Linked DNA regions of Mus musculus: region 1 is linked to region 2. The links are chromatin contacts, called in public Hi-C maps. All regions are on one chromosome and are shown on one strand. The core of a region is the stretch at or near the end of the contact, and the rest is flanking DNA. Distances in the headings are between cores, read along the strand shown. Region 1 overlaps Maml2 (mastermind like transcriptional coactivator 2). Region 2 overlaps Maml2 (mastermind like transcriptional coactivator 2).

Evidence for each region. Hi-C and Micro-C count contacts between places; a contact is called where the count stands out from the background.
Region 1: a Hi-C map of liver shows a contact between it and region 2, with 1.6 times the contacts expected there. The contact joins two enhancer-like sites. A contact is called at or near these places in 2 of 15 datasets of contacts at CTCF or cohesin (the NIH/3T3 cell line and pro-B cells), 11 of 484 Hi-C or Micro-C datasets (the C10 cell line, Th2 cells, brain and 7 more) and 2 of 115 datasets of contacts at active chromatin or transcription factors (the HPC-7 cell line and embryonic stem cells).

Annotation. Positions count from the first base shown.
Region 1 is chr9:13,642,796-13,645,820 of GRCm38.p6, reverse strand. The region is part of intron 2 of Maml2 (mastermind like transcriptional coactivator 2); the gene reads right to left. Among named protein-coding and RNA genes, the nearest start is that of Gm51666, 34 kb to the right of the region's middle. Within about 2 kb of position 1,675, at least 38 of the 459 cell types and tissues checked have an H3K27ac peak or open chromatin away from gene starts, as enhancers often do. A contact at or near this core is called in Th2 cells and uterus, where this site is marked.
Region 2 is chr9:13,535,220-13,538,267 of GRCm38.p6, reverse strand. The region is part of intron 1 of Maml2 (mastermind like transcriptional coactivator 2); the gene reads right to left. Among named protein-coding and RNA genes, the nearest start is that of Gm51666, 74 kb to the left of the region's middle. Within about 2 kb of position 1,432, at least 103 of the 459 cell types and tissues checked have an H3K27ac peak or open chromatin away from gene starts, as enhancers often do. A contact at or near this core is called in Th2 cells and uterus, where this site is marked.

The DNA.
Region 1 (3,025 bases), core at 426-2,925, 110 kb before region 2:
CTAACTAGTCTCTCCTAGTGGTAAATAGTAGTGCTAACTGGAAACAGCAGGGCCCGGATGTGCCCCCACATCAGGCATGTCTTCACTCAGCATGTTTCTCAATTCCTGAAAACTTGCCATGTTCCCAATAAGGTGAACCAGGTGTTCACCCTCAGCAAGGACCAACAAAATAGAAAACAAAAAAGTCCCACTTTCAGCATTATTTAAAGGAAAATGTCTGTTCAAAAGGAAGATGACTAAATAATCATAGGTTTAGAAAGTTTCTTCTGCATTGGTAATCTTCTCTTTCATAAATTTAATAAAATAGGATAAAATGAACACAAGCTTTGGGAGGGGTTGGAGCAGGTCAGGCTTGTACCACTTAAAGGGAACAGAGATGAGCAGCACTGTGATGTAGCCTTTGTAAGTAGCTCAATGGCACGTTGCCCAGACACTAGGCGATTTTAACTGCTAATGCCATTGAGATGAGGTAGTATTTCCTGAGCTGTTTTAACTTTTCAATAAGCATCCAGACACAGCAGGGAAGCCCAGGTAAAAAGTTCACAGTTGGAGGAGGCATATGCATGTACGCTCTGCATGCTCTCAAAACACAGCCAATGAAAATGACCTTGTAAGAACGCGGAAGGGAACAGCACATGGAAATAATTTGAAACTTGCAGAACATGGATTTTTGGGGCTATGAAAGGGTGGCAGAGATTTTTCTCACAGGAGTTCTGCAATAGGCAGTGACAGAAGGAAGGGAGACACAGCCCTAGTTATCCTTGAGTTGGGAGTCCTTTGTTAGTATGCAGGCTAATTCTATTTACAGTATCCAGGGGTGCTGTTATCTTCATCTAAACCATGCTCATAACTAAGCTAAGCTTCTGGGCTGTATCAGCTGGGTGGGCTCCTTTCCTTTGCAAAGTTCTTACCCATGTCTTTGAAGTAAGAGCAATGTTCTTGTGGTTTTCTTTACCTGTGTATTTGCCTTGGTGACCCTTCCCCACAACCCTTCCTCTTTTTTTTTTTTTAACTTAAGATGGTTAATGGATTCAGTGCTAAAGGATGGTGTCTTACTTATCCATAGTTCATGGAAACCACACACAACTGTGCTACCTTCCCAACTTCATCCCCGCAGAATACCTTTTAGTAACTTCCTGGTAACTTAGGGGAAAAAAAAACCCTCAAATTTACTTCATACAACGTTTCCTACAAAGGCTCCCACTTCTGTCCACCACCCCTCTGTCTGTCTTCCACGCCTCACTGATCTCTCCCCACCAGCTCAGTCCTAGTCTCCATGCTGATCCATGCTGTTTTCTGGCTTAGTTCGGCCATCTGCACATCTCCATTCCTGTCTGCCACCCGTGGGTCTGAGGGCTTCCAATCTTAGGGGCCCAGCTCTTGATCCTTACAGGAATGCACCCCATCCTTTGTCACCCGTGGGTCTGAGGGCTTCCAATCTCAGGCCCTGCTCTTGGTCCTTACAGTAATGCGCCCATCCGTCCTGATGCTGCTTCTCTCACAGATCATCCTGCAGGTTTTATTATTTTTCCTGCCTGTTTTCTCTGATCAAGGGCAGGCTCTGGGAAGTCAGGGCTGTCCCTGCCTTTTAATTCATGTACCTACAGGGCCAGCAGCTTGAAGCCTGGATGCCTGCGTCTCTTGGCGAAGAGTACAATAAATTTTTTTTTTCAGCAAGTGAACGAACAGTTACTATAATAGTAACCACATGGACCTCAAACTAGCTCTGCCTTAGTCAAGAGGCTGGCTGCTTTGTGAACACAACCCCACCGAATCTTCGCAGTGGTCCCATTGTGATCTGAAGTAAGACAACTTTTATTTGGAAGCTTCCTGTTTACATATAAAGATTCATCCCCTTTACTTACTCAAAATGCTGGAATTTGGGTCTAGGGCCTTTTCAAAGCCTATGACCTTTTTGGGACTTCATAATCTAAGTAGTTATTCAATTAAGAAAGCTGAACAGTGGTGGTGCATGCCTTTAATTCCAGCACCTGGGAGGCAGAGGCAGGTGGATTTCTGAGTTTGAGGCCAGCCTGGTCTACAGAGTGAGTTTCAGTACAGCCAGGGGTACACAGGGAAACACTGTCTCAAAGCAAGCAAACAAACAAATTAACAAACAAAACAAAACAAAACAAAAACCACTTGGAAAAAATCTTAGCTTCTCTCAACTTGTGAATCTCTTTCAAACTGGATTTGTTCTCCGTTCATGTTATCAGAGTGACTCCAAACTCTAATACATAGATGTCTCTAAAGGCTACAAAAAGATGTTATCAAAAGACTACCTCAATTCCCTTCCCCATGTTTCTTATAGTTTACTAAAGGCTCTCAATACTTTGAATGTGTCTGTCTGTTTGTCTGCCCCCTCCCTCTGTGTGTGTGTGTGTGATTAACTCAGTATAGTGCTGTAATGTGTGTCTATGTTCTTGGAGCAATGGATGACAGCATAAACTAGGCAGCCACTGATCAAGTCCAGCCTAGAAAATAATTTGTACCCTGGTCATGTCTACTCCAGAAAACACTGTTTAGAAAAGAGTGCTTCTAATAGTCTCTCAGATTCTATGAGAAGAGACATTTGGTGAGATGCGGGTCTAACTTACTCTGCTGACTTGTATGAACATTGAAATAAAAATAGTCACAGAGTGACTATTTAAAGGGCCCAGGTCTTTTGTCTGCCCTTGTAGTTTGAGCTATGGGAAAATCTCTGGCCTCCCCGAGGTCAATGTCCTCTTTTGTGTATAATCAAATTAACTATTACATTTGTACAAGGCAGTGTAGGGGGACTGTGTGACACCTACCTGCTCAGTGCATGGTTTCTGTTCAAGAATTACCCTCCCTGTTCCTCAGTGTGTTGTGACATGTGGCAATAATAGTATCTTCTGCAAAATAATAATCTTTGTGAGTACTAAATGAGTGACAAATGGGACAGTGGGATGTGGGACAGTGGCCAGCACAGAGCAGTGTCTCCCTTGGTTTTAAGTATTACTGTAGTCTCAGACATGGTGACCCTCCCTCTCTTCATCCAGTG
Region 2 (3,048 bases), core at 183-2,682:
TCAATCAGATCTAGATTTCAAGTCCGTTTCTTTGATGCTTGAATGAATCATTGACTATGCCTATTTACTACTGACCTGATGTGTTATACACAGTTCAGAACATTTGGATTTTAAGTGAATGAGGGAATAAACAAAAGAACAAGGAGAGAAATATAAATATTGCCTGGGAAGTACATACTTCAATTCCCAAAATTCCTAAGATTGTAATTTACATTTTTCTATCGCTGTTTCTCTCTGTCTCTCTGTCTTTGCCCCTCTGTCTCCGCCTCTCTCTTTTCTCTCTCTCTCTCTCTCTCTCTCCCATTCTCTCTCTCTCTCTCATTCTCTCTTTCTCTCTCTCTCTCTCTCTCTCTCTCTCTCTCTCTCTCTCTCTCTCTCTGTACACACATGATGGTGCATATGTGGAGGTCAGAGAACAGCTTGAGGAAAACAGTTTCTACTGCTGTATGAGTTCTGGGATTTGAACTCATGTCATCAGACTTGGCGGCAAGCTCCCTTTCTCACTGAGACATTTCACAGGCCTAAGAATTTTCAAGTAGTAGTGTCTTGCATAGGAATGGCTCCTGCCACTGCCTTTTTCGGTAATGAGTTGATTCCCACAGGCCGTGGAGCAAAATTTGCCCAGACTCCAGCATGGCTCCTGTTGCTGAACTTGACAGACACTCAGTCTTATGCTCATGTGACACAGCTCTCCCTGGCCTCTGTTTAAGTGAAGCTGTTTCTCTGATGCTTCTAGTTTGGGAATATGATCTTGATAACTGGAGTCCTCACTACAATACCTCCTCTTTAATCCTTGCTGGGAAGTCTGAAAAATGGATCCTCACTGGTCTGGGATCTTTTAGGTTTAGGAAAAGAAGTGAGTGAAGATATCCTAGTGTGTGCTCAGAAGCAAGCACATGTTTAAAAAGTTGACTTTCTCTTGTAACACCAATCTGAAAGTCTAATTTTAGCAGTTTCTATAAGCTTTTCCATGCATATTTTAAAGTCTGGTTTTGCCTAAATAATAACTAGGAAGACAACAAATCTTGCCCCGCCCCCATGCTTCTCCCTTGACCTCAATGCTTAGGCAGTCCTTCCCTCCCTGGGGGTGTGACTTTAGAGTGCTGTTTTATTGACTCATAATTAAGAACTTCTGATGGGAAAACCAGTCAACAGGCACAAATGGCCTGGTGGCCTGGGGGTGGGGGTGTCCCACCAGCAGAGGTGGGGGTTGGTTTTATTATGGCAGGAGCAGAAGCAGGGTTGAAGAACCTTCACAGAAAACCTCAAAGCATTAAACCCTCTGTATGAACTTTATGCCTTTTTTGAGGAAGTCAACTTCTTTTCTGTCCCTTATCTCTTTAAGTCAGAGTGAGTGAGGAGAGAGTGAAGTCATGAGTGGGAGGGGCCGGCAATGGAAATTTGGGGGCAAACACAGAGCGTGGGTAGAAAGGAAACACACACGTGAAACATCTTGAGAGGAAACGTAACAGGAAAAGGCTGCTGTTATCTACAAGGGCTAGGAAGAGAAACATGGAGGCTGTATGCTTGGGTTCATCATTAAATAATCTACTAAAGCAACAGGAGAGGGTTTCAAACACCGAAGAAGAGCCTGGATGAGAAACAATTGCTACTCCTTTAACCGAACAAACATTCTTGGAATTCAGTCGCATCTTATTAGCAGAGAAGACTCAGGGTCAGTGCTAGGCACTGGATGTTTTCCACATCTGGTTCCACTCACGGGAATGAGCTCCCAGACACCATTATTCTCCTGACATATCTAGTTTAATACACGAGGCAATGTCCTCCTTGCCCTGCGGTATGGTTTGACGAGAGATTCATAATGCATATAAAATGGATTTCCATTATCCGATTAAAGCGTCTCCTTTTTGAGTTAGATTTTTAATTTTTTTAAAGTGAAATGAGTAGCTGTTTTACACAGCACAAGTTTCAAGCCCATCACCATTTCCTACCTACAAGATCTTTGTGGATTGTTTTAGTGTTTTTAATTTACCACGCGTTACTCCTGAGAGAAAGCAGACTTTTAAAAGCTCATTTAAAATGGATGTTTTAAATTCTCTGGTGAAATCATAACTGAGCTTTGGACATTATTGTGGGACAGACAAGAAAGGAAAGTGGCCCCTTCTCACTGTGACTAATTTCAGATAATTGAAAACCTACGGCTTTGAAATTGGGACTCAACTGTGAGCATGTGACAATAAGCCCCTTTCCCTCTGATAGATCCACTAATTCCTGTCATATCTAGGCACAGGCATCCTGCAGACAGAGCACTGTTGGCTGCGGCTCTTCGGTGTGCTTGCTGTGCTCGCTGTCGTTGCTGGCTACTCTGCTTCTGTTGTTCAGGGGTCCTTACATCTGTGGGAACTGATTCTTCATTCAAGAATGAACCTGCCACAAGGGGACAGATGTAAAGATTGGAATCTGGGTCTTTATATTTTTATTCAACTGGCTCCACTTGTTTTCATAGTTATTATTTAAACATATGAAAGGTAATGGAAATAAGTTTTCTACTGAAGGTTAGCAGGCTAAGATTACATGTGATAAAGGCTAAAGTTGCAAGTTACAAGAGAATGTTAGATATAAAAAAATTTTTAACATATATTTTTCTTCATTTCTTTTCTTAAGGAAATGATTTTCCATTGGAAATTTGTTAAAAGGAAATAAAAGAAAACATGAATGAATTTTGTGTGTGTGTGTGTGTGTGTGTGTGTGTGTGTGTGTGTGTGTGTGCTCTCACACATGGGCACCCACCCATAATGCACACAAAGGGCAGAGGTTGGCATTGTGTGCCTTCATCTATCATTCTTTACATCATTATCATTATTATTTGAGTTAGAGTCTCTCTCTTGCATCTGGATCTCTTATACTTAGCTTGGTTGGGTAGCAAGCCTCAGGGACCTTTCTGTCACAGGCTCCCAGTGTTGGAATGACAGGCATGTGTCTCCATGCCTGGCTTTTATGTGGATGCTGGGGACTTGAACTCAGGTCCTCCTGCTTTTGTGACAAGTACTTTACTAGATGGCTCACCTCCTCAGTCCTGGGATGAAG